Linked DNA regions of Mus musculus: all the other regions are linked to region 3. Evidence: chromatin contacts called from public targeted proximity ligation data. All regions are on one chromosome and are shown on one strand. The core of a region is the stretch at or near the end of the contact, and the rest is flanking DNA. Distances in the headings are between cores, read along the strand shown.

Evidence for each region.
Region 1: a contact with region 3 is called in a targeted proximity ligation map of pancreatic cancer cells. A contact is called at or near these places in 5 of 39 promoter capture datasets (the C10 cell line, cranial neural crest, hematopoietic stem and progenitor cells and 2 more) and 8 of 130 datasets of targeted methods (craniofacial prominence, embryonic limb bud, embryonic stem cells and 4 more).
Region 2: a targeted proximity ligation map of the SCID.adh cell line shows a contact between it and region 3, with 14 read pairs. A contact is called at or near these places in 2 of 484 Hi-C or Micro-C datasets (the G1E-ER4 cell line and Th17 cells), 4 of 130 datasets of targeted methods (the SCID.adh cell line, T-cell acute lymphoblastic leukemia, bone marrow-derived macrophages and 1 more) and 1 of 9 other capture datasets (pancreatic islet).
Region 4: a targeted proximity ligation map of embryonic stem cells shows a contact between it and region 3, with 4 times the contacts expected there. A contact is called at or near these places in 2 of 130 datasets of targeted methods (the NIH/3T3 cell line and embryonic stem cells) and 2 of 9 other capture datasets (adipose tissue and pancreatic islet).
Region 5: a targeted proximity ligation map of effector CD8 T cells shows a contact between it and region 3, with 9 read pairs. A contact is called at or near these places in 7 of 130 datasets of targeted methods (T-cell acute lymphoblastic leukemia, effector CD8 T cells, embryonic forebrain and 3 more).

Annotation. Positions count from the first base shown.
Region 1 is chr19:37,239,383-37,244,820 of GRCm38.p6, reverse strand. No RefSeq gene overlaps it. Among named protein-coding and RNA genes, the nearest start is that of Gm25268, 8.6 kb to the right of the region's middle.
Region 2 is chr19:36,474,838-36,480,285 of GRCm38.p6, reverse strand. No RefSeq gene overlaps it. Among named protein-coding and RNA genes, the nearest start is that of Gm32143, 61 kb to the left of the region's middle.
Region 3 is chr19:36,831,479-36,836,659 of GRCm38.p6, reverse strand. It overlaps Tnks2 (tankyrase, TRF1-interacting ankyrin-related ADP-ribose polymerase 2), which reads right to left and starts at 2,428. Exons shown (of 27, transcript NM_001163635.1): 1 at 1,924-2,428. The coding sequence starts at 2,122.
Region 4 is chr19:37,172,128-37,177,631 of GRCm38.p6, reverse strand. A330032B11Rik (RIKEN cDNA A330032B11 gene) reads right to left here and starts at 3,789. Exons shown (of 3, transcript NR_045329.1): 1 at 3,599-3,789; 2 at 1,556-1,617. Cpeb3 (cytoplasmic polyadenylation element binding protein 3) reads left to right here. Exons shown (of 11, transcript NM_001290827.1): 2 at 2,647-3,665. The coding sequence starts at 2,658.
Region 5 is chr19:36,530,665-36,536,266 of GRCm38.p6, reverse strand. It overlaps Gm32143 (a long non-coding RNA gene), which reads left to right. Exons shown (of 3, transcript XR_386676.3): 3 at 2,167-2,344. Among named protein-coding and RNA genes, the nearest start is that of Gm32143, 5.3 kb to the left of the region's middle.

The sequences.
Region 1 (5,438 bases), core at 656-3,155, 410 kb before region 3:
CCCAGTTATGGTTTTTAAAGCATCTGTGAATCTTGTGTAGAAATCAATGATTTAAAGAATTGAATTAGGGACTAGAGAGATGGTCCAGCAGTTGAAGGCACAGGCTGCTCTTCCACAGGACCCAGGTTTGGTTCCCAGCACCCACATAGAGGCTCACAACCATCTGTAACTCCAATTCCAGGGGATCTGACTGCCCCTTCTGGCTACCATGGGCACTGCACACATGGTGCACAGACATGGCTGCAGTCAAAAAATACCCATACACTTAAAATCTTTTTAAAAAAATTCATTAATTGAGTTAATTATCAGTCAATATTTTTGGCCTTTGTACTTCTCTTTCTTAGTCTCTTTTTAAGAAAAATGTTCGAATGTGTTTATTATTGTCCTTATTAGTGTGTACTTGTATATGAATTCAGGTGCGGCAGTGAAGGTCAGAGGGTACTCTCAAGATCAGAGTCCCTCCTCCCACCGCAGGTTGTAGGGTTTGAATTCAGATCGTCACGCTATCCACCCTCTTTCTTTATCTCTGGCTTTTCGTTTTCCATGAAAATAAGTCACTTCTAACCACAGTGGCGTGTCTTCTGCGGTTGAGGAGAGGACGGCTCGGAAAGGACACCTCTGTTTCTGGGGAGTATTGATGATGAGGATTGATCGGAATGTTAAAAGACAAGTTAGGGTAGCTTATTGACTGATGGATTTGGGTAGCTCATTGATTGGGTGAAGTTGGTTCGTTTGTTTATATGGGGTTTGGGGTTGTTTTTTTCTTGCTATGTAGTCCTCTGCCAGGCCTGGAATTTGCTATGTAGACTGGACTGACCTCCAACTGCATATATTCTTCTGCCTCTGCCTCGAGGACCTGGGACTTCAGGCATGTGCTGTCTCAACTATTTGGTTTCTTGTTTTTGTTTTGTTTTTGTTTTTGAAACAAGGTCTCACTATGTGGCCCAGGAGGACCTATGTGGCCCAGGCAGACCGCCAGCTCCATCCCTTCCCATCTCGGCCTCTTGACATGTACTAGGATTCATAGTTGTTAGGTAGTGTTTTAGAGATACATGCATGCTTATCTATATCTATCCATATATATCTCCATATCCATATATGTAATATATATACACAGACAGACACACACACATCCCAAGCCTGGCGTGGTAAGTAGCTTATCCCTGTAATTCCAGCACCCAGGAGGCAGAGGCAAGCAGATCTCTATGCGCCACCCAGTCCAGCCTTGGAAGGCCCTGTCTCGATCAAACAAACAAACAAACAAACAAACAAAACTCTTAAACATATCAAATATCACAAAGAAATTGGAAAGGTATAAATATCCCACGTGTTAGGTGGTTGGCACCTTATCTGAGTACAGTCAGTTCAGTTCCCTGCGTGTCTTTGTTTCCTATGTGACTCCAAGCCCTATGTGACTCCAAGCCCGTGCAGTGCGTGTCACCTTACACAGAAGGCAACACAAGACTCCACGTAACTTTTTCATTGTCTTATCTAAATATTTACATAATTTTAGAAATTTGGTGGTGGTGGTGGTGGCAGCAGCGGTGGCTTTTGTGTTTTTGTTTGGTTAGTTGGTTGGTTAGTTTTTCAAGATAGGCTTTCTCTGTGTAAGCCAGGCTGGCCTAGAATTCACTCTGTAGGTCAGGCTGGCTTAGAGCAGAAATCCGCCTGCCTCTGCTTCCCAAGTGCAGGGATTAAAGGTGTGCGCCACCACTGCCTGGCATGATATCATTTTAGTAGCAACAAATTACTTTCTTTTCTTTTCCTTTTAGCTTGTTGGGTTTAAATTTTGAAAAAATATCAGGCTTAAAGATTACCCTGCACAAACAGTAAAGGTGAGTCCTGTGTGACCTTTCTACAGCTTCTCCACGTTAACATGACAGAGCCATAGAACACTCCAAACAGGAAGTCAGTGTTGACACAATGCTATTAAGTAATTTATTGATCTTGTTCACATGCCTCCAATTATCTCACTAATGCTGGGTTTGGTTTTTTTTTTTTTGGCTCGGGATCAAACCCAACATCATACACTGAATTTAGTTTTTATGTTCCCTTCATGTTCTCTGGTCTAGAAGAGTTCCTTTTTATTTTTTATTTTTTCCCTCTTTGGTCTTTATGACCTTGACACTTCTAATGAGCGCCATCCTGTAATTTGCAGAGTGTCTCTCAGTTTGCATTTGTATGATGTTTCCTCGTGATTAAATTCAGGTTGTACATTTACAGAAAAAAAAAAAACAAAACCACAGGGGGCTGAAGAGACTGCTCAGTGATTAAAAGTGCCAGCTGCTCTTTCAGGGAATCTGAAAGATTCCCAGCAACCATTCCTCACAGCTCAAAACTGCCATTACTCCAGCTCCATGGATCCCACTCCCTCTTCTGGCCCCCTTGGACACACAAATACCCACCCTCCCCCCCCCACACTACACACACACACACAGATGTACATATACACATAGATAAATATTTTTCAAAATGCCACAGACTAGATGCTGTGCCTACTTCCCTGTCATCTCAGGTGTGTGACACTGGTACCACAGGACTCATGTTGTTAGTTAGTTAAGTGGCATCTGGCAGATTTTCGACGGTAATAACACTATTTTCCTCTTTGCAGTTTTTGTTTTGCTTTTGAAATGGGGTTTCACTATATCTCAGGCTACGTTGCAACTTTCTTCAGGCTGGCTTATAACTTGTGATTCCCCTGCCTCGGGCTTTCAACTGTGAGATTACAGGCATGAGGCCCTCTATACCCAGCTCCTTTGGCAACTTGTTAGTATCTTGAGAAAGGTACTTTAAGTCCATGTAAATAGCCCATTGGCTAGAATCACCAAAGCTTTTTGCCTACGGAGTATCAGGAATGAGCCAATGGGACTTGGTGCTGGTGTGACGGGGAGCTGAGCCACTGCAGGTAGAGTGAACTGTAGCTAGCTAGGCACCTCGTTTTGACCCAGTGTTACTGGTGGTTAGGCCCAGGACAGGTCTTTCTAGATTCTTGGCTTCTTAACCAAGGAATTGGAACAAAGGCCTTCATTGATTTGAAAAAGTATTGAGGAAACTTTGTTCACAAATGAAACTATGCTACAGATGAGCAATGCCCAATTGATAGAAACCCCTGGAGAGACAGTGTTCAACTGCCACATCACGGTTCAGGGCTTCTTTTCCCATGGTTCTTGTTTGTAAGGGTCATAGTTCAGGTGGTCACTTCCCCTCATTGAACATGTGCCTAAATCTAGTCCAGTCTGGATTAGTCCCACAGTTCCCCATTGTGTTCCAGGATGTGTTTGAGTAGAAACAAGCCATCGGTCTGGAGAGATGGCTCAGCGGTTAAGAGCACTGCTCTTCTGAAGGTCCTGAGTTCAATTCCCAGCAACCACATGGTGACTTACAACCACCCATAATGAGGCCTGATGCTCACAACCATCCGTAAGGATATCTGGCGCCCTCTTCTGGAGTGTCTGAAGGCATTAAGTGTACTTACATTAAATAGACAAATAAATCTAAAAAAAGAAAGAAAGAAAGAAAGAAAGAAAGAAAGAAAGAAAGAAAGAAGCAAGCCATCATTGAGAGATTGCTAGGGGAAGTAACCCATTTCCATTGTTTAAAGCAGACTCACGTGGAGCCTGATGAAAGCTGCGTCTCGGCTTACCAGCAGGTTGCTAAATAAGTCGTTCTAAGAGGGGCATGTGTGCCAGGTTCATGGGGTGAGAATCTCAAGTGCACTATTGGGAGAGGGGTGTGCCCATGAGCAAGCCACGTGGATTCCTAGATGGATATGTCCTTCCTATGTTTGCCCGCCTTGCCAGGGTACGCGCGCACCCACACACATCACCAGGGGAAGTTCTCCAGCACTGCTCAGGCAAGGCCACTCAATGTTGCCCTCAGCTGGCTCACCCATACCCAAGCCTCCAGAGCCAGCTCCGTTGTGCTGCCCAGTTAAGGTGGGGGATAGGGTCCACTCTCTCAAGCACTGCAGACTGTTGAGTGACTGGGCCAGCTCTCCCTCACTCTTGCTCCCACGGATGGCTCACCTGTGTCGCCTCAACCAGGGCCAGCTGTACTCTGCTGTCCAGACAAAGTGCAGGGACCACTCTCCTGTGTGCTGCAGCTGGTGAGGGGCAGGGCCAGCTCCCCAGCTCTCATGACCCAGGGTCAGCTCTCCCAACTGCTGCAGGTGGAGGGGGGTGGGCAGGGAGGGCATCACCCCTGCCCCTACACCACTCCATGGCGATGAGAGGTGGGGCCAGCTCTCTTGTACTCTCACTCTCTGGCCGGCTCACATTGTGAGCCACCATGTGGTTGCTGGGAATTGAACTCTCAGGACCTCTGGAAGAGCAGTCGGTGCTCTTAACCTCTGAGCCATCTCTCCAGCCCCAGAATTACGTTATATTGTTATTGCTTTGAGATAAATTTCACTATGTATATATATAGCCCATGCTGGCCTTGAACTTGACATCCTCTTGCCTCTGCTGACCTAGTGCTTGGATTATGGGTGTATACCTCCCACTCACCTAGGATAATTTTTTTTCTTCTCCCCAGTGTGACCTCTTGCCTGAATCTGAGGGTGGTAAGGGGTGACTTTCCTAAGAACCAGGGGGCATTTTAGAAGGTCATGGAATGAATTCTAACAGGGCCAAATGCAAAATCAATGACAGAAGATCAGCAGATGACCATTGCTTGGAGCTACAAACAGAAACCTGCCACCACAGAGTGGCTGCTGTGAGCCATGGGCCGGTGGTGAGCTACCCTCTGAACTTTTTGGTTTTCAAGGTAATTAATGAATTCCATTATTATTATTATAACCATTATTTTTTTTTGAAACAGGGTTTCTCTGTGTAAGCCTGGCTGTCCTGGACTCATTCTGTAGACCAGACTAGCTTCCAACTCAGAGATCTTCCTGCCTTGGCCTCCCAAGTGCTGGGATTAAAGGCATGTGTCACCACTACCCAGCCTTTGTTTTGTTTTGTATATAATTAATGAAATATTGTGTGCATGGTGGTGTGTATGTGTGTGTGTGGTATGTATGCCTGCATGTGTGTTTGTCTATGTGCACATGTATACAGGTGTGTGTACCATGTACCGGGAGGCCAGAGATTGATGTCTTGTGCTTTCCATTGCTCTCCACTTTCTTTTCTGAGATGGCATCTCTCAGTGAAACAGAAGCTCACAGATTTGGTTAGATTGTCTGGCCCGTGATTTCTAGGGATTCTCTGCCTCCACCTCTGCAGCACAGGAATTACAAAGGTATACACCACACCTTGATGTTCACATGGGTTCTGGGATTCAAACTCAGGTCCTTGAGCTTGCCCAGGAAGCACTTTATCAACTCAGCTGAGCTGGGCTCTTGAATGTTAAGAAATTCAGTGACCCACTGAGGCAGACTGTCCCGGGGACAGACATTGCAATGAGTTCTTTTGTCACGCCTCTCTGTTGCTTATGTTTTT
Region 2 (5,448 bases), core at 1,041-3,540, 360 kb after region 3:
CAAAGTGTCCCATAAAATAGAAACCCATTCATAGCACCACCTGATACAAAACCAGGTAAGAATTTAACTATTAAAAAATAGGAATAAAGTCAAATTATCTTAATTTTCAGGTGACAGGAGCCTACAGTTGAAATGCCCTAAATATTCCACCAGAAAACTTTTAGTTCTGATAAGCTCTTCAAGAAAATAGCAGGATACAAAATCAACACAAAAGGAAATCAGTAACTTTGCTATATATTAATTAATAAAATGTTGAGGAAGAAATTATTAAAAGGTAATACCATCCACTACAAAAAATATCACTACAAACAAACAGTCCAGGAACAAATCTAACCAAGAAGGTAAAAGACTTTTACAATGATAACTTTAAAACTCGGAAGAAAGACATTGAAGAAGGCACTAGAAAGACATTGAAGAAGACACTAGAAAGTACTAGAAAATGGGAAGATTTCCCATGCTCATGGGTTGGCAGAATTAACACCATGAAGCCAGCAATCTTACTAAAATCCAATGATATTTTTTACAGAACTAGGAAAAAAAATCCTCAAATTCACATGGAAGCACACAAGAGCCTAAATGCTCAAAGCCATCTTAAGCAGAAAGAGAATTCTTGAAGGCACCACAGTACCTGATCTCAAACTATACTACAGATCTATAGTAGCAAAAGACACACTAGTACTGGCACAAAAACAGACATGTAGAGCAAAAGAATAGAAGAAAGGACTCTAAAATAGCACCCTATACTTACAGCCCCTGAACCGTTAACAGAAATGTTAAAAATGTGCATTTGGAAAAGGTTTCTTTAGCAAACAGTGCTGGGAGACCGATATGCATAAAAGTGAAAGTAGATCTCTATCTCCTCCCCACATAAAGTCAAATGAAAGATGGATAGGCGATCTTACTATAGACCCAAGACCCTGAAACTGCCGGGGGGGGGGGGGGGACACTTGAAGGTTTAGGCATAAGCAACAACTTTTTTTTTTTTTAGATTTATTTATTATTATATGTAAGTACACTGTAGCTATCTTCAGACACTCCAGAAGAGGAAGTCAGATCTCCTTATGGATGGTTGTGAGCCACCATGTGGTTGCTGGGATTTGAACTCAGGACCTTTGGAAGAGCAGTCTGGTGCTCTTAACCACTGAGCCATCTCTCCAGCCCAAGCAACAACTTTCTAAAAGGATTCTCCTAAGCCGGAAATAATCCCCAGAACTGATAAATGGGGTCACTTGAAATTAAAAATCTCTTGCCGGGCAGTGGTGGTAGCACACGCCTTTAATCACTGCACTTGGGAGGCAGAGGCAGGCAGATTTCTGAGTTCGAGGCCAGCCTGGTCTACAGAGTGAGTTCCAGGACAGCCAGGGCTACACAGAGAAACCCTGTCTCGAAACAACAACAACAACAACAAAACAAACAAACAAACCAAAACAAAAAACAAAAAACAAAAAACAAAAAAGAAAGAAAAGAAAAGAAAGAAATTAAAAATCTCCTGGACAGCAAAGGAAACCGTCCAGAGTGAAGAGCCAGTCTACAGAATGGGAAGAAGTCTTTTCTAGGTCTCATATGATTGACCATCTGACGTTTGGATCTTTAATTTGGATCCGGTTTAAATTTGGGCATCGTATATATGATATGCAGGTGGAAAGGGGCCTAGGAGGGGAAGGTTAGGTTTATAGGGAGGGAGGGGAATAAGAAAGGATAATGGAAAGTGTTCATCCTCTGGGCAGGGCAGCGAATGTTTTGGGAGGTGGGGGGATGGGCAAGAGGAAGGTGAAATGAAGACAGTGTGTGGGGGAGGGGAGCACTGACAATGGGAGCAAGCCGAAAGGATAGCACTGTGTGAAAAATGTCTCAAAGAACCCCATTTCTGTGTACACAACCTACCTCCAAAGAGACAAAACACTGGCCCCTTCACAGCTCGGAATTTCGGTATTTATTGAACTAGTAGACCACACTCAGCAGTTTGGTTACATCTCATTTGATCTCTGTGCCTGTGAAGTTGGCATCCTTACATTCATCTTACAGAGGAATTGAGAAGACAGTCAGTGAGAGTTAGTAAAGGATGGGGCTTAGGCCCGCGGCCCCTTGACTCCAAAGTTCCTCCTCTTTCTACTCTGCAGGGGTTTGCAAACAGTTTTTAGAAAAAAAAATTTTTTTTCTGGAAATGAAATATTTCATGCCAAAAAGGCAAACCAAGAAAAAGTTGAGGTGTTTTTGTTGTTGTGTGGGTGGGACGGGTGTAAGGAGACTTGTCTCCATACCCAACTTTTACTCTCTGTGGTAACCTGTAGATATGTCTTTGTGGCTTCTCTGACTACAGTTTTCAAACTGTCGCCTCCGAGTTTCCAACACATCTCAACAAGATTGCTCAGGTGGGGGGAGGGGTGGTGATGGTGCCCAAGTACAGTTTCCAGTTTCAGGAACAGCCATAGGGAGCTGCCAACTAGCAGTTCCTCGGAGAATTAGACCTCTGTTATGGAAGCTCCTGGCTTCAGGGTACCCTTGGTTTAGCATGCCAGGCTGTGGAGAAAAATGACCTGTGATGATAGCACAGATCTCTTAAAAAGTGCCACTCAGTCCGAGCTGCTCCTGCCAAATCCAGTGTGCTGAGGGTTGAATGGCAAAAAGCAGGGTCCGCAACAAGGGCACACTCCAAGAAGCCTCCACTTTGCAGCTGGACAAGGACAGGCACACGCAAAGAACGCGGCGTGATTCAGATGGAAGGGAACGAAGCGAGGGAGGACAAAACGGTCCCATGCGCAATTCTCTCCCTTTATACAAGTGAAAGGTCTAATTTACGAATCCTGTAAACACTACCGACTGTGGAAAGATTTGGCCATATGGAAAGGTTTCCTACTGCTGTCTTGGCTGGGGGGAATATTCAGAAGTTTGGAGTAATTGTCAGAAATTAGTCACTGCGATGTTGCAGGGGATGAAGTCAGCATTGCAGCCCGGTGTGGGGGCGGAGCTGCCTTCAATCACAAGATGTTTCCGTGAAGGTTTTCTTCCCCCACTTCATTTCCTTTCCGAGGAGAATTTCAGCACCTTTCTAGTAACCAAGTCTTTGTTCAGTAACTAGGAAACATCACTTTGCTGAAGCCTCTGATAATTACAGCTCTTGATTTAGGCAGGTTTTGTCTTTCTTGCCTTCATTAAGCAGGGACTTGCCCCCTTCATCTTGGTGGGCTATGCATGTGCAGGCTCCAGAATTTGTTGGAGTGATGGGCTACTCCGTCCTTCTGTACTCTGGCTATGAAAACTGAGAAAGGGCTCAATTCCCTGATTAGGGAACAGAGAAGCAGAATTCATAGGCTTTGTAGAATACCAACCTGCAGAGGTAACAGGCCATGTTATTATTAATTCGCAGTGTGTCCTTGCCAAATTTAGTGGTTGAAATTAATTATTAAACCATGAGAGTCAGATTTAGAAACAGTCTGGCAGGACTCAGTGTCTCTCATGGGGCGGCAGTCATATGGTGGCTCGCTGATGGAACCAGATATCCACATTGGCTCCTGTATGTGGCTGGCAATTGGCAATGGCTGTTGACTGGAAAGTCAGTTGAGCTGTTGTTGGCCAGAAGCTCATGCGCATGGCTTCAGAGGTACAGAAGTCCCAGGGTCACTAGGGTTCTTGCATGGCAGTAGGAGCAGGCTCCCCTAGAATAAGTAACCTGAGGGAACATGGCAGAGGCTGTGTGGCCTGACAGTCCCAGAGCCCGTGTCTCATGGCTTCTGCTACCTTGATTTACTTGCAGCGGAGTCACTTACAGAGGCCCAGATTCAAGGAGACGAGGTGTAGTTAACACATCTTGACGGGAAGAGTTCCCAGGTGGTTCTACTTGCTAGGGATGTTCTCCCAAAGGACCAGTATACTCTTTCTTCCACTCGTTGTGTGGGTAAGTGCCGAATTTCCCCGGCTTTCCTCTTCTTTGCCTAGTCCCAAGGAAAGAGACTCTCTGCCGGTTTCCCCTCTTTACCTTTAAATTCTGGATTCAAAAGAGAAAGAAACACCTCTCAGCTGTTTACTTGTGGGTGACCATGTGTGTAGTCCTGTCCTCGAGTGTTCATGACACTGCTCAGTGAGGAACAAAGTCACACTCTAGTCCAAATGTATACAATGTGCAGCACTTATGACCAAGCCAGTGGGACAAACAATGTCACTTGCAGAAGAGGAGAGAGATTCCAAGTGGCAGAGGCTGGAGAAAAAATGTTTTGAAAGAATATCCTCTAGCTATGACAGAACTGTGGACTCACGGACTCACCACAGCTGGGACTGGCAGCACCAGGCATGCTCAATCAAGATCAAGCCAGTGAGCCTGACAGTCGGATCAGGGAAGGGCTCAGGAGGTCCCATCCCTGGCTGCGGAATGTGATCCCTGGCCATTGGCAGGTGATGGCTGCTGGGGGAGGGGAGGGAGAATTTGTTGTTTTTTTCCTTCTTCTGTTTGAAGTATTGGATAGGGGTGTATGTAGATATGATCTAGCTACATTGTAATTATGTATGAAGTTACCAAGAAAAAACAAAAAAATTTAAGAAAAAGAACAATTCTGGGGGAAACTTGGGAATTTCTGAGACTTAAGGAAGGACCATGGAGAAGAGAAGCTTCCTCGGCCCCACTGGGGTTGATCACCAAGAGGTTTCTAGGCTGAATCTCATCCCTGGATGGAAGAAGAGCAACAAACAGATTGATTCACACGTTTTCACTGTCTGCATTTAGTCTAGAATGCTACCTGGAAGGGAGCGGATGTTGACAGCTCTTACTGGACAAGAAAAGCAAGACTCAGAGTTTAATAAAGTTATAAACTACTTCAAATAAACAAAACTCTCGCCGCCATCTCTCACATCCATATCCATGGTTTAGTAAACTGTAAACAACTTGAGGAGACTAGAGAAGTATCCAACGTTCAGGCTGGCTGGGCAGCTAAGTGGGCATGCCTCTTTTGTTTCTCTCTACTGTGAATAGCTATTGAGAGCCTTCTGTGTGTCAGGAACATGCTAACCACAAAGGACAGACTGTTAACACTGTACTAGATCAACCCTATTCGGGATTATGGCTCTGTTATATTCAGAAATACTGGACATGTGTAAAGAGAATCGACTTACATCTAACCAATACCACATCATGCATTATCTAACCCATACCCCATCAGATATTTTTTAAGAAAAGGAGTTGTTAGGAGTTAAATTATGTCAAACACATGGTGGGGACTGAAAGGCCAGCCTTGGGATGCCAGCATTTACACCATCAGGACTCCCAGGCTCTGTGAGGTCCCATGTGCACCCAATGGTTAGAATTTTGATCTTGGGTAGGAATGTGAAGATTAGAGCTATCAACAGTGTCCACTTCCTTGTCTTTCACCTGGGGGTGGGGTGGGGTGGGGTGATGGCAAATAACCACTATCAGTGAAACATAAAGACAGTTTTACTCCTGAAAACGAGAACAAGGAC
Region 3 (5,181 bases), core at 1,179-3,678:
GTCCCACGGATCCTTCTGTCTCCACCTCCTAGTGTGGGGCTATAAGTGTGCATCAACAGAACTGCCTTTTTACGTGGGTGCTAGGGATCTCAACTCAGGCCCTCCTGTTTGCAAGGCAAGCAAGTACTTTATCCACTGAGCCATCTCCCTAGTATCTTTAGTAATTATTTTATGTTTTCCTTTTTACATTTTAACTTCTTAATTTTACAACCTACAACTGGCAATATAGGTGAATTTTGAGTGGTGAATTGCTCTCTATAATATTTAAATTCCCATTTCAATCTGGAGAAACAATATAAAATACATGTAAAATATTCCTTAATATGTTGAGGCAGGGGTAGGGTCTAATCTACCTCATTCAGAGGCCAGAACACTTGTCTGGCATGTGCAAGGTCTTATATTCCATCCGTGTGGGTGGGGGAGGGGCATACTGGAGCAGAGCTGAGGGTGGGATGGTGTGGGAGCAACAAGGTCACACCATAAGTCCCCAACCCGCACCTCAAAATACTACTATTTTCAGACATGAACTCACTAATACATTAAATTCTTGAAAGGTGGCAACTAAGATCGACCTTGGCTATTTTTATCAAGCGTACATAATCTAAGTAACATTACCCCTTTGGATTATCTAGCACTTGGTTGTGACCATTTGCCAAATAGGTTGGCTAAATGGTCAAGCAAGACAATTCAAACTAGCTGAAGCAAGGCAACACTGCTAACAGAGATTTGGCTTCATGCTCTCACTTCTCAGTGCCCACAGGCAAATTTCTCTTCTGCCCAATTGTGGTTTTCCCAAACTTTTCCCTTGCTCCCAAACCGGCAATCAATTAAGGAGGCATGATTTCTGACAGTACATACATTTTAAAATAGGGACAGGTCAAAGCAAACAGACCTACAATTGGAAGAACTGTAAAATCAATGCCTGTAAACAAACAAACAATAAATCTTTTTTTATACTCTTTTGTCTACCATTTTTGCCCCTAAGGAACACAAGAAACTAAAATTTTTTTTTAAATATAAAGAACTGCTAAACAATTCTGATGCACACTGTATCAAATGTTACCAGGCTAAGAGGATCTTATTTGATTATGAGGTTAAAAAGTTACAAACTGTCCTTAACATGAATAATCATTAAGTTGGTTCCCATCCCTGGCCTTTTCAAATAAATACCTCAACAAGCAAACTTCAACACGCTGGTACCACAAAGAGAACCCAGTAGTTAAAAGTAACTCCAAACTATCTACAATAAATCTCAGGATGACTCAAAATCCTAGATCCAAGCTCAAGTGCGTGTCCTATCTTGTCTCTCAGCTCACTTTCCATCCCGACTTGTGCGGGAGTAAGGCAGAGGCCACCCACACACAACCTAAGTAGATCTCAGGTCTCCCAAACATGCCCATTTCCGGTTTTAGTCTCTCCAGAAACCTAATCCAATTAACTCTAATGAGCCAATAGCTAATAAAATAACTCCTAAATTAAAATTTCAGTTTATGACGGCCGCTAGAACTTAAGGGGTTACTAAGAGTGTCGATGAAACTTGCAAACATGGGTCCATTTTTTGGAGATAATTACTCTTTCAAATCACAAGGTCTACTAAGCCTTTCTTGTGTGCAGAGGCCCTCCGGGGTAATAAGACCGGAAGTCGGGGCAGGTATTGTTGATACAGTAAAACAAAACAAAGCTTCCCCCCTCCCAGCACACAAACAAACAAACAAACAAACAAAAAACCCCATAACCTCAAAAACAACTTCCCGAGAGCACGCTCACCCCACCCTCATCACGAGCCCCGAGAGAGGAGGGCGGGCGGCCAGGGTGAGAGTCCTGGGGAAAGGTCGGAGACAGGGCAGCGCCGCGCGGCTTGCGGCCTGCAAGCCCGAGCCTGCAGGTGGGGCGTGCGGGAGGCGCCGCGGGGCCCGCGTTTACCTGCGGCGAAGTGGAGCGGGGTGGACTTCCTGCCCGCCGTGTCGCGGCTGTTCACCTTCTCGGGCGTCACCAGCCTCTTGACTCGCTCCACGTCCCCGTTGCGGCAAGCCTCGAACAGCTCGCGGGCGGACGGCTCCACGGCCTCGGCCCCGGCGCTCGCGCAGGCCGCGCCCCCGCCGGCGCAGCGGCGGCCAGACATGATCCGGGCCGCCGCCGCCGCCGCCAGCAGCAGCGCCAGCAAAGGCAGCAGGAGCCCGGGCCCCGCGAGCAGGAGGGCGAGGCCCCCCGCAGGAGACGCGCTCAGGGCCCGGGCCGCTCCGCTCCCCGCTGTCACCAGAGTCGGCACGGTCCCATGGCCGCGTCGCCGCGCGCCCCCGGCTCGGCTCCGTGAGCCCCGGCTGCCCCACCGCGGTGGAGGCAGCGCGAACCCGCTCGCCGAGCCCCGAAGCGACGCGACGGCGGAAGCGGCCGAGACCACTCCTGCCAGCTCGGTCGGGTCCTGGGAGCGCGCGTGACGTCGGCTCGCGCGTGCGCAGTGGCTGCTCTCCGGCCGGGCCAGTTTGGGCAAGCGGGGCCGCGCGGAGGGGTTTGTGGGAAATGTGCAGGGAGAGCCTTTGGCTGCGGAAAGAGAAGGGGCTTCGGCCCACCGCCATCTTTACAGAGCCTCTGCTAAAAACGAGAGGTCTTGCTGCCTTTTCTTTTATTAAAGCCTACACTTCTCGAGACGAGTTTCATTGCTCAGACACCGAAGACGAATCTTGGGAAGTTTTGTTCTGATTATGCATTTTCTTGTGCAAGTTTTAGCGTGAAAATCTCTGCAGTGTTGCTTCCGTACCTTCCCCCTGGGAGATTTCTCACCCCTTCCCCCTCCTGCCTTCTTTACAGTGTCTCTTCCCTTAACTCTCCGCATCTGCTTTTGTTTTTCTTATAAGCGTTTTCTCAGAAATGAATCCGTTACGCTTACTGAGAAGTTTGGATGAGCGGCCCCCAGATAAATCAAGAAAGCGAAGAAAGTTCATCTCAATTCTAAAGCAACAATTGGGGGGTGGGGTGGCTGTGATTAGCTCCGCTTCCCATAGTAAATTATTAGCTCAGCGCTGACGAGGATCTATACATAAATCAGCATTGCACCGGATGTGGTCGAGGTGCTGATACAAAGCATACACATCAAAGTTTTCCGAAGTTTCTCTCTCTCTCTCTCTGATCAAAGAATACAAGTGCACAATTCATTTTCGTGTTTATTGTGTTTTATTAAAAAAAAAAAAACAACAACAACAAGGATGTGTTTTGTAGAGCCAGGTCTGGTAAGGTGGGAAGGATTCCTGGGCAGGCCCATGCTGAAACATCCCTTTCTTACCCCTGAGGTACCAGCCATACGGGTGTAGTGTAGAATCGAGTTTATTTAGGGCATGGGAAGGGGAGTAGAGAAGAGAGTAGAGGCAGAGAAGGACAGAGGAAGAGAGAAAAAGAAGAGAGGCCGGCCAGGAACACGTGGAGAGAGACGGGGGAGGGGGGATGGGAGAGAGGGAGAAAGGGGTTAGGAGAAGAGTCTGAGAGAGAAGGGGGACAAACAGCCAGGCCTACCTGGCTGTTGCCAGGTAACTGTTGGGCGGAGCCTGGAAAGAATGTTAGCTGTGTTTAAGGTAGTAGTGACATCTTGTTTCAGGAACCCGAAAGAAAGGAATACAGAGATTTTGCTTGCAAGAAAGTGCTGACTTTTGGCACGCTGACAAGCATTTCCCCTGTGAATTACTTAACCTGTTTTTCAGGAAATCCAGTTTTTGTTAGGGAGCGTTGACTCACTTCTGTGGGAGAAAAGCAGGGACACTTCTTGAGCATTTTAGTAAATGTACCTTCTTATATGTTTATTCCATTATGTTCTTAGACTACTTAGTGTAAATTTAAATTGATCCCTATTACTAAATAACTATTCATGAATATACCTAAGGATTAGAACCTTACTACTATGATTGTCTCATTTTTCTTCATTTCATCGACTTGCCAAATATATTCCCAATTTTTATAATTTTTTATTTAGTGATTTCTGCTTATGTATTTCCTCCCAATATGTGTATCTAAACAACATCATACAGCATCACTTACTCACTGATCTATCTCCTCAACCCTAACTGTTTTTGTTTTTTTCTTTTTTTCTTTTTCGAGACAGGGTTTCTCTGTGTAGCCCTGGCTGTCCTGGAACTCACTCTGTAGACCAGGCTGGCCTTGAACTCAGAAATCTGTCTGCCTCTGCCTCCCAAGTGCTGGGATTAAAGGCGTACAACACCACAGCCCAGCCTAACTTGTTTTTAAAACACTTGATTACTAGAGAAATGAAGTTAACAAAGAAACCATATTAGGATGGCTGTTCTAAAAGCAAACAAACAGCAAACAACAAATGTTGGTGAGATGGACAAATTAGAATCGTTTTGGCACTCTTAATGTGATCATAAAATGTGTATTATTACAGGAAACACTTGGTAGTTCCTTACAAAACTAAACATTGGGACTGGAGAGATGGTCTAGTGGTTCAGGGCACTGTTTTACTTAGGACCTGAGTTCAATTCCCAGCAGCTACAAGGTGGTGCACAATCATATAGCACCAATCCTGGTATCTGTGGCCCTCAGCAGGCACAAACATGGTGCAGACAAAACACCCAACATAAAATTAATTAAAAATTAATTAATTAAAAATTTCAACATAAAGCTACCATCTTCTCTACTTCTGGGTAGATATAGTCAAATAGTTTGAAACCAGGATCTCAAATCGTTCTGCAATCGTGTTCATAATACAATCCTCACAAAAGCAAAGAGTTATAAACAATCCAATTGTTCCATGAATGGATGACTATGAAATGTGATGAATGCATATCAAGGAAGAACATTCAGGCTTCAGGAAAGAAGGAATCTTATCTTGTGCCCCAACATAGGTGATTACTGAGGGCATAATGTTAAGTAAGAGAAGCCAGCTTACAAAGACAAAACGGGTTCACTTGTATTCCTGCAGAGAGCTGCCTTAGCAAAACACCACAAAATAGATGTTTTAAATTCCTTTAAAAAAAAAAAAGTGGGGCGTGGTGGGGTGCACGCCTTTAATCCCAGCACTCGGGAGGCAGAGGCAGGTGGATTTCTGAGCTCGAGGCCAGCCTGGTCCACAAAGTGAGTTCTAGGACAGCCAGTGCTACACAGAGAAACCCTGTCTCGAAAAACCAAAAAAAAAAAAAAAAGAACAATATGAACTAACCAGTAGCTCGTGTCTCT
Region 4 (5,504 bases), core at 2,540-5,039, 340 kb before region 3:
GAAAGTTAAATTTGTATTATTTTTAAAGAGCATTCTGAAAAACATGGAGTGTTTTGTTAGAATATTTTGAGAATTTAATGTTATAGTGTTACTATTAATTAAAGCCATTATAAAATATTCTAAGCCTAGGTTACTTTTTGGCTTGGGGTTTTAATGCAGTTTAAGCTAAAGGCATTAACAAAAGTGTTGACTACAAGCAATGAGAATAGCTGGGTGATACTAAAATTATAATCCAGTACATATTTCAGCCATGATGATAAAGCTATTGTAAAGAAAGTTCTAGCTTATCAAAGCACTCAAATTCCAGAGGTACAATGGTCTACTGCAGCACCGTAAGGAGGAGGTAGGAGATGACTCTGTGACCACCCTCTTTGGCAGGGATGGAACTTCGTGCTGTCTGACTCCAAGGTCCACTCTCCTCTCTGTGCTCTATTTATAACACTAATCAAAGCCATTGTTCCAGATAGAGGGAACTGAGGAAAAGAAAAGCAATCTGAAGCAGGCTTTATTGATAGTAGCAGGCAATCCCTGGTGCATGCTCTATTATACTGGGCTGGGTTTTTTTTTTTTTTTTTTTTTTTTTTTTTAGGAGAGGGGAAGAGAGGAATAAAAAGGAAAGTAAGGCGGCTGAGAGAAGTGGTGTTTCCTGAAGCTCACTATGCTCTTCGTATATAAAACTTTGAAAGATGGTATCTGTTAAGTACTTTAATCATAGCTTTAATAAAAAAAGAACTGTGAATCCAACTTCTTGTCTGTTATCCTTTGTGTAATAGTTAAGAGCGATACCACCTCCATTTTAAGAGTTGTTATTTTGAATAGTCCAAAGGCAGAACTGTTGTGTGTGTGTCTGAATGCCCTTTACAAATGTCCCAAGGAAGATGCTTCTCCAGTATATGAGTTAATTAACTATATTAAATATATTAATAACTTTATTGCAATTATACTGAATCATCATCTAAAAATAATTATATGTTTGGTCATAGCTCCTTTAAAATTTCAAAATATTTGTTTGCAAGGTCTCAGCCCTGTAATATTCAGATATTTAAAGCAATTAAACATATTCTGAGACAAGCTCATTCAATGATAACTACATGCATGGAAATCTCTTGGTTTTGAATGATTACTGTTTTCACCCTTGAGTAAGAAAACAGGTTGTATGACATAGGTGAATATAGCCCTGCTATGTGAAGTGGAAAATACCATACACTCCTTATATGGCTAAATGAAGCAGTGAGGGTAATGCACTATAATTACAATGTATGAGAATTTGGGACTTTGTACTCCTCTATTTTTAACAGTTGCTAGCATATGGTAATTCAGGGTCGTCAAACCATAGTCTTTCATTGCTAATACTAGTGATAAAAGAATGGATTCTAAATTTGCCAGTCTTGTGACCGAGGCAGCAGCAGGAGGATTCAAAAATGAAAATCTGGCAACCCCAGAATTATCTTGACTGTCTACTTAAATCTCAGATGCATTTTTAAAGTCCCGCCCCCTCTCCATCTCACAGACTCCCTCCCCTCCCCTCCTCACTCCCCACCTTCCTCCCTCTGACCTCAAATCCAAGCAGAAGCATTTCTCCACTCTGCAGAGAATTTCTCAGGCTCCCGTAGAGACCTGAAATGCCAAGAAGCCAGTAAATCACTTGGGCGGCAGAACTGGAGAGGAGAAAATCGGAGAATAAGCAGAAAACCCACAATCCTTAGAGTAATAAGAAGCAAACACTTCTAAACGTTTCAGTAGGTTTTTTTCTTTTCTTTTACTTCTTTTCTTTTCTTTCTTTCTTTTTTTAAAGTCAGGTTTCTTATATACCAGGCTGGACTCGAACTGGCTAAATAGTTAAGCCTGACCTTGAATTTTTGATCCTTCTGCCTCTCCCTCAGAGTACTAGGATTTCAAGCATGCGCCACCACGCCCGGCGATTTTCATTTTTCTAAAAACTGAGGTTTCTTTTATATTAAAACGTCTCCTAACAAAATGGAGTAGCTGCCGCTACGGAGAGGCCAGAGAATGATTGTGCAGCTGAGTTCTTCCAACAAATGCCAAAGATTTTGTCTCTCGAGGTTCGCTGCAGCCAAATGAAACAATCATCCGAGGCAAGAAGGCAGTTTGCTAATCAAGAGGGCTAAGTCGGCTTAAAAAATGGTTTCTAAGTGCTCCAGCTGGGGAAGGGGGAAAGAGGGTCGTGTACCAAGTCTTTTTAACCTTGCTGAAGGACGCAGCACTATTTATTGACGTATGCAAATAACTGGGGGAGGGTGGTGCTTGGGAAAAAACAGGAACCAGAATCAGTTTCTCATTGCAGGGTGAACGCTCTGAGTTCCGGTGAAGGGAAAAGAGACGTGGCGAAATTGCTGTCTTTCTGTCTTATAAGCACATCTCTCACTAACACAGAAAAGGGGCCGAGACGTCAGAAAGGGTGAAGACGCTCTCACAGTATTTTTAGAGACCTTGCTCGATCCCTCCAGCTCCCCCCACCCCCCTCCCAGCCCGACTTGTTCTTCTAAATGCGAGATTATGGATTTGCATTGCAATTGGCTAGTGGCGGTGGCACTGGATTTTCGCAAGTAAAACACCCGCCCGCTTCAGTGAGGGGCATTCATGATCACACTGACAATAACGCATCTCTCTTTCTTCCCGTTTCAGCTGCGCAAACCATGCAGGATGATTTACTGATGGACAAAAGCAAAACCCAGCCCCAGTCTCAGCAGCAGCAGCGGCAGCAGCAGCAGCAGCAGCAACAGCTCCAGCCCGAGCCCGGCGCAGCTGAAGCCCCGTCCACGCCCCTCTCCTCAGAGATCCCCAAGCCCGAAGACAGTAGCGCAGTGCCGGCCCTCAGCCCCGCCTCGGCTCCGCCAGCCCCCAACGGCCCCGACAAGATGCAGATGGAGTCGCCGCTCCTGCCGGGCTTGAGTTTCCATCAGCCCCCTCAGCAGCCGCCGCCGCCGCAGGAGCCCACGGCGCCCGGAGCGTCGCTGTCGCCGTCCTTCGGCAGCACCTGGTCCACAGGCACTACAAACGCGGTGGAGGACAGCTTCTTCCAGGGGATCACCCCAGTCAACGGGACCATGCTCTTCCAAAACTTCCCGCACCACGTCAACCCGGTCTTCGGAGGCACCTTCTCGCCGCAGATCGGCCTGGCGCAGACCCAGCACCATCAGCAGCCTCCACCGCCCGCGCCGCAGCCGCCGCAGCCCGCGCAGCCCCCGCAGGCGCAGCCCTCGCAGCAACGCCGCTCGCCCGCCAGCCCCAGCCAGGCGCCCTATGCGCAGAGGAGCGCCGCTGCCTACGGCCACCAGCCCATCATGACCAGCAAGCCGTCCTCATCCTCGGCGGTCGCGGCTGCTGCGGCCGCGGCCGCTGCCTCTTCGGCCTCGTCCAGCTGGAACACGCACCAGAGCGTGAACGCCGCCTGGAGTGCTCCGTCCAACCCGTGGGGTGGCCTGCAGGCGGGCCGAGACCCTCGCCGCGCGGTCGGCGTGGGCGTGGGTGTAGGTGTGGGGGTACCCTCCCCGCTTAACCCCATCTCGCCGCTCAAAAAGCCCTTCTCCAGCAATGTGATCGCTCCACCCAAGTTCCCTCGTGCAGCCCCGCTCACCTCCAAGTCCTGGATGGAGGATAACGCTTTCCGGACCGATAATGGTAACAATCTGTTGCCTTTTCAGGTAAAGTCCCTGTGCTCTTGCACACTCCTTCTTCTCGCATGTTTCTCCCCTCTTCCTAGTTATTTTAATTGGTCCACTCGCTGTTATTTAGAAGGCACAGCAAATTCCAGCACCCTCCAAATCCTCTGGTTCACCGGGTCCATTCCATCCAATCTGGGTGGGGGTGGGGGCGAAGTTGAGTGGACATTGTGACTGCTTGAGGGTAGGAAAGGGCTTTTTTCCCCCAGTTCATTTCCTCCTTCACTGTGCTTGTGCTTTTTATTTTGGCCTTCTTTGACAAATTAAGCCGCAAGTGTATAGTCAGGTGCGGGAGTAGTCCCAGGAGGAGTAGGCTGAGATTCCTATCATTTTAAGTAGCTACACATTTTCAGGTTACGCAATACTAGGCTCAAGGTGCGGACCAAAAGCCATTCACGCCCAAATCACCCTGGTTTGTTAACAGCCTTTGAGTGGTGCTATTTCAAATAGTTGCCTATGCCCAACTAAACTAATGTGAACCCATGTGTTTATGTCTAAGGTGCTGGAATCATTAATAATCAGCATATTGCCCTGGCAGGAAAATTACGAGTGTGAGAATCCAATGAATACCCGGAACTATAAGGGATCGAAGTGGAAAGAGTGGAAATTTTAGGGAGAACTAGTCCCATGTTACTTAAAAGAAGGTTTAAAAAAAATTTTTCCCCCAGAGGAGAGAGACAATAGGACACGACCTTCAGAGCCATATTGCAATGGAGTCTATTTGCTAACTAGCACTGAAATATTTAAAGCTGCAGTGTCCTTCACCAGTTGGGTTATTTAAGACAATGCAGATCAATTACACCATTTGAAACTGGGCAAAGTGAAAGTCTTGCAACTTTAATGAAAAATGAGTCTTGTCCCTCGGTATTAAATGCCAATGAAAAATCCAGGAAGTGCCCCGGACGAAAAGATTGAATGGACAAAGTGTCCTTGTTTCTGTTGCTTTTTCATGTGGTCTGTAGCCACAGCAGTAGACAGGATCCTGGGCCTTTGGATCAGAAAGGGGAACTGAGTGTGTGTGTTCATTGGGAACCTTTGCTGTCTAATAGGCACTTACCCTGGGCCTGTGAAGTGATTTGGCCATAAGCTTCCCTACAAGAGAAAGGCTGGGTGTGGTGGTTACAGCTTGTAGTTCACCACCAAGGCTGGACGATGAGATTGGGACTTCCAGCTCGGTCTGTGTTTCTTACAAGATCTTGTCTCAAAAAGGAAAGAAAAGGAATCCTTCGGCCCCCGCTGACAGACGCTAGCCTGGCAGTTTGACAGAGGTTGAAGGCTCTCAACCTGGCACAGATGGAGCCGTCAGTTTGCTGGTTTTTACCTTTCCGATGTTTGGGGGGTGGGTTGTATCATTTCGAAGGAAATGGGATTATTGAAAGGATGTCTCTGGGCTAGAGCCAGAATTTTTGTTTTGAACAGTTGAAGGAGACCCATGAAAGCTCTAAATTGTGTTTAGGAGAGTTTTGTTGTTTGGGTTTGGGTTTTTCTGGGTGGTGCTCAGGCTGGTACCTAGTTCCTGCTCATGTTGAACACACTCTTAGTCCTAAGTAGAGGCTGCAGTGAGCAAGGCTCTCACATGCTTTCAGAAGGGTCCTCCAGGAACAGGGCATTTGAATAGTAAGGCACAGTTTTAGATGAGCTCCTGCTGATTGCTGAGGATGACCTTCAACTCCCGAGCCTCCTGCCTCCACCTCCTGGGCTGCAGACTCCTGCTACCACTTTCATATCTTGCTTCTTTCCATTCTAAAGTTGATTTTCATGACTGGGATTAGTTCTGTAGGCAGAGGGAGGTGAGCAGGACAGGTTCTGCTGTAGTTGGTA
Region 5 (5,602 bases), core at 72-2,571, 300 kb after region 3:
ACCGTGTGAGTAGGTCTTCCTACTTCCCTTGGCCTCGTTTTAATTCTCCCTCCTGCCTCCTACCAAACACATCTTTCCAGGTGGACTGCCATTCGCTTGATGGGATTGCTTTCCTTCTGCTTAGCAACTGGCTAGAGAAACATCATCAAAAGACCCCCACCCCTCTCTGCCATAACCAAAGCGTCACTCTCCCTGCCCACTCATCTGTGCTAGAGAGGATTAGACTGAACCTCGGGTGGCAAAGAGCAAATGCTTTGACACCCCCCCCCCCCCAGAGAATTGATAGCCCTCTGAGAACAGCACAATGTGCTCATGAGACAATCAGAAAGCTTCACACAGAAGTATAATAGGCTCTAACATGAATATAATTAATGATCAGGCCGGAGGAAATGAGCCAGCCAGTTAAATAAATATTTATTTAAGCAACTGTGGCAGACCCACCTGCACTCAATGGATTTTTTTTTTTAGCTTCATTAAAAACCTAAATTATATACATCCAAGAGACCAAACGGGTTAATATACATCAGACCTATGTGCAGGTTATAGGTACACAAGCTAAGAGAGTCCCAGCATTAAATTACCTTAAATGCACTCGGCTTTTGTCTACGGAGCATCCGCACCTGTGAATTCAATTGACTTCATGCCTAAATTATTCAGAAAATATTGTGTTAGCAATGATTATTTTCAGACTTTTTTTTTCTTTCTTTTCTCTCTTCCCAAAACCCTAACAGTACAAGGCTGGTGAAGGAAATGAGAGGATAAAGGTTGGAGCTATGCAGATGGTCTTGGGACACTGGCCTGAGGAGGGCCTGAGTAGAGATGGAGTCTTAGATGATGTTGGTTAGGCTATAGGAATCTATGAGATTGCTCTAGTAGAGGTGAGGGGAGACTTGAAACAGAAATCAGACCCTGCCAGGAGCTGGGATGTGAGAGATAATGAAGGCAAGAACAATGAAGGAGGCAGCAGAAATTGGCAGGACGTAATGGTGGTGGGAATAAAAGAGAAACTTAAGTGCTGAGTTACTAAAGAAAAGAAGCTGTTTGCGGCTGCCCCTAATCTAATGAGGTAAATAGCTCAAAGGGCAACTGCCAGTCATGGCTGCTGTTAAGAGCTCCATTGCTCCAGGAGGAAGATTGGTCTAATCTAGTTTAGCTTTTCTTCTGTACTTTTCCTTGAATGCTGTGAATGGAGTTCAGGCGATTCACAGGGGTATCGCCCTGGAAAACCAGTTGGCTGCCAAGACACCGCACAGAGTGACATTCACTGCCGGTGACTCGAACAGAGAAGGATCTGGCATTAGTCCCGTTGGCAGGATGAGGCTTTTTATCCCTCTCTCTTTCCTTTCCCTGGGGCATGGCACACACCCAAGTCCACTCTCGGATCAGGCACGCAGTAAGTAAGGACTAGAAAGGGGTCTTTTGTCAAACCAGACCTTCATCCACCAGCAGGGACTGGAAACTCTTGGAAATTCTTCTATTCCAGGCTAGGAAAGAAATAAAGAAAAGCAGATGGAATGGAGTGATTGACAACCTAGACCGGAAACTAAGGAGGAGAAGGGCTGAGATCAGAGATCTAGGCACAGAGCAATTTAAAATACTAAGAGGTGGAAGGGAACAAAAAACCCCTTCCGTACAAGGGAGGGGCTCCCAGGACCCTGGGAAAGAGGTGACAGTGTGGGTGGCCTTGGGAGTTAAGAACAAAGGGCAGGCGGGGGTGGAGCCCTGGGAAGCAGAGCTGCGGTTAGGACTAGAGCAGATGGTTTGAGCAGGAAGTCGCTGTTCTGAACGTTCTTCTGGACCTGTCATTGCATGAGATTGATCAGCTCGGCTCTGTCTGCATCCAGAGAGAAACTCTGCCTTTCCGCGGAGGCACACGGTAGCCAAAGCCACCGAAATGAGAGGATGAGCCAAGTTACGGATCGCATCTCATAATGAGAAACGCAGGGGTCCACTGCAGAGTTCAGAGTCACCACCTTGCTGGCCAGCCAGGAGAGAAGTCAAATGATGGCCCAAGGGTGCAGATGAGCCCACAACCGGAACACAGGTGGCCTGCCGCATAACTCATAGCATAGAGGCAACCTACGCAAAGACACTTCCCCTACATACAGTGTTTAAATGACTCCAGCAGCCTTTGCAGCTTAAACTTTCCTCCTTTTATTTGTCTAGGCCACTGAAACTACCTGCATCCACATTCACTGGGGGAATCTGAAGTGTCCATATACCATCAAGGTGCTATCCAGGCTTGCCAGAATCAATGTCTTAAGAGATTTCCTGGAATCGGCAGTTTTTAAGAAGTCTGCACGGAATTTATGGACCCTAAATACAGTTGCATGATAATCACTCAGTTTCTTTGCAGTCATTGAGCGGAGCACATTTATTTAACTAGGTTTGTCTGATTGTATTTATGATCCGAGGTCTGAAAAGCAAATCATTTGTCTCTTTCCCAGTTTGGGAACTTGTGCCTATTAAATTGTCAGTGTAAGAGGGGAAGTGGGAAGCTAAGTGTTGGCTTTGTTTAATGCTCTCTGGTCAGTCTTTTGACGGATAATAGGACTTCCCAGCTTTCCATTAGAGCTCAGACCTAGACCTGGCAGCTGGAGGATGTGAGGAAGGCCCTGCCCATTGGGGTTTCTGCATGGAGATAGAGGTAGAGTTAGGGGCCAATGAACCAGTCCAGAGGAAGAGAGAGATAAGAGCTTGGGTAATTCTTCAACAAGTTCTGTCAGTTACTTTTCTGTTACTATGAAGAAACACTAGGACAGAACCAACTTAAAGAAAAGTAGTTTATTTTGGCGTATAGTTCTGAGGAATAAGTGTCCATCAGGCCAGGCACGGCAGCAGGGTCAGGAAGCAGGGAGGTCACATAATTCTACACATTCCAGAGGCAGGACTGCAGGTGGAGTGAGACTTTTCAAGTCTTAAAGCCCACCCTTAGCAATGTATTTCTCCATCAGGGCTGTAGCCTCTCCCACAACAGCGCCACCAACTGGGGACCAACTGTTCAAACACCTGAGCCTGTCAGAGACATTGCTCACTCAAATGACCATACATTGTAACCCTGCCTGGCAGACAGCATGACCTCCTGAGCCTCTCTTTGTTCCCCGTCTCCAAAAGGGTACAAGTTGCTTAGTTTCCCTCTAGGATCACACTGAAGCTCTGCTTCTGCGACCTACTTGAAACAGGCTTCTAGCAGACTTCTCCAGGAAGTTGTGAACTCCCCGGCCTGGCCTTATTTTTGACTTAGCTTTTTCTTCAGCACTGTTTCTGCCATTGCTCGCCCCCCCCCCCCCCCAACTCCTGACAAGAACTTCTGCTTCTTTCTCCCCACAGAGCAACCAGCCTAGGTTTCAGAAAGACCACCAGTTATGGCATAGGGAGAGCCAGGCACAGGCTGGACCTGCCTCTCAATCACTTTCTCCTATGCCTCATGCTGAAGTCTCCCCCTCACTGCAGAGAGCTACAGAAAGATCTTCAGTCAAAGGAAGAGGCTCAGCTGTGCTCGCTTACCAGACTCTCCTCAAAGAGCTGGTTTGGGTGGTTTTAATACTGCCCTTCAGTCCTTAGACATGGCTGGGGTCAGTCTGAGAAAATCAGTGTGGCCACACAGAGGAGAGATTTCTTTTAGGAGATGTAGGGGTAGATGTAGGTATAGGACATGTGGCAGTCTGTTGCATAAGAGATGAAACAGAGGAGCAGGAAGAACAGCTGAGCCAGGGGACAAGTGACACGAGATGTGGCTGGAGTGTGGACAGAGGCCATCCTGATGGGTCCTCCCCTATGCCGTGCTAAATCCCAGAGCTTTATCCTGTTGACAACAGTTACCAAAGTGGATTCTGTATATTTCCCATTGGGGGCAAGCCAGCTAAGCTGCTGCTAGTGCATTTTAAAAGATTATAAATTATAGTCACTAGTAAACATAATTATTGATGTACTTATATATTTTTTAGTCTTAAAAATGGAAATAATGAGCTGGGCATGGTGGTGCACGCCTTTAATCCCAGCACTCAGGAGGCAGAGGCAGGTGAATTTCTGAGTTTGAGGCCAGCCTGGTCTACAAAGTGAGTTCCAGGACAGCCAGGGCTATACAGAGAAACCCTGTCTCGAAAAATCAAAAAAAAAAAAAAAAAAAAAAAAAGGAAATAATGAACCTACCAATTTGTGGTAGCTGGGTGTTTGAAATATGCTCCCCAGGCTGATATGTTTGGACACCCGATCTGCAACCTGTGTCATTCAGGTTGTGGGGCCCATGTGGTTTGCTAGGTCAGTAGGACAGAAACAGTTCATGATGCTCTTGCCTCGCTAGGCTAAGAAGTTCCCCTCAGCTTTTAAGGACCTCAATAAAGGCTGAAATGAACTGGGAACTTCAGGACTTGCTGGTATAGTGAAGCAAAGTTGGACATTTTATTAAAGATATTTAGATACAGGCTTAAGCATGAGAGTTAAAAGGCACTCAGAAGAAAATAAGATATACCCAAGTGGCAGGATGTGTTTCCCAAGGTAGAAACGACGCATCCAAGTGGTGGCTGGGTACAGGCTCTTCAAGATAGAGTATGCAATTAATTCTTAGCCTTAACCATATATACCATTTTGATGGCTCTCAACTTGTATTTCCAATGTTTGCTAAGAAATCATCCCCCCTCCCAATTTTCTTTTCTATTTCTTTTGATAAATAAGGTGGCTCTGAAGATGCCTTGGATGAAATTACAGTCTCATAAGGTAAAGTCAAGAGTCAGTAGGGTTGCTCAAAGGATTTACTGTGTGTCTTTTTCCTGTAAATGGGGTCTCTGGTAAGATTCCTACAAAACTGCTGGTTTGTAGCTTAGAAGAGAGAAAAAAGAGAAGCCACAAGCAGTATTAAAGCTGCTGCCACCATGTCTTCTATGCCACAGTGGACTGTGTCTTAGTGTCACTGTTGCTATGACAACACACCATGACAAAAGCAACTTGGGGAGGAAAGGGTTTATTTGGCTTACACTTCCACGTTGTAGTCTGTCACTGAAGGAAGCCAGGACAGGATTCAAACAGGGCAGCTATCTGGAGGTAAGAGCTGATACAGAGACTGTGGAGTGGTGCTGCTTACTGGCTTGCTCCCCATGGGTTGCTCAGTCTGCTTTCTTATAGAACCCAGGACCACCAGCCCAGGGATGGCCCCAGCCACAATGGGCTGAGCCCTTCCCCATCAATCACTAATTAAGAAAGTACCTTACAGCTACATCTTATGGAGGCCTTTTCTTTTTCTTTTTCTTTTTTTTTTAAATTTAATTAGGTATTTTCTTCATTTACATTTCCAATGCTACCCCAAAAGTCCCCCATGCCCCCCCCACTCCCCTACCCACCCACTACCACTTCTTGGTCCTGGCGTTCCCCTGTACTGAGGCATATAAAGTTTGCAAGACCAATGGGCCTCTCTTTCCACTGATGGCTCACTAGGCCATCTTCTGATACATATGCAGCTAGAGACACGAGCTCTGGGGGGTACTGGTTAGTTCATATTGTTGTTCCACCTATAGGGTTGCAGACCCCTTTAGCTCCTTGGGTACTTTCTCTAGCTCCTCTATTAGGGGCCCTGTGATTCATCCAATAGCTAGTTGTGAGCATCAAC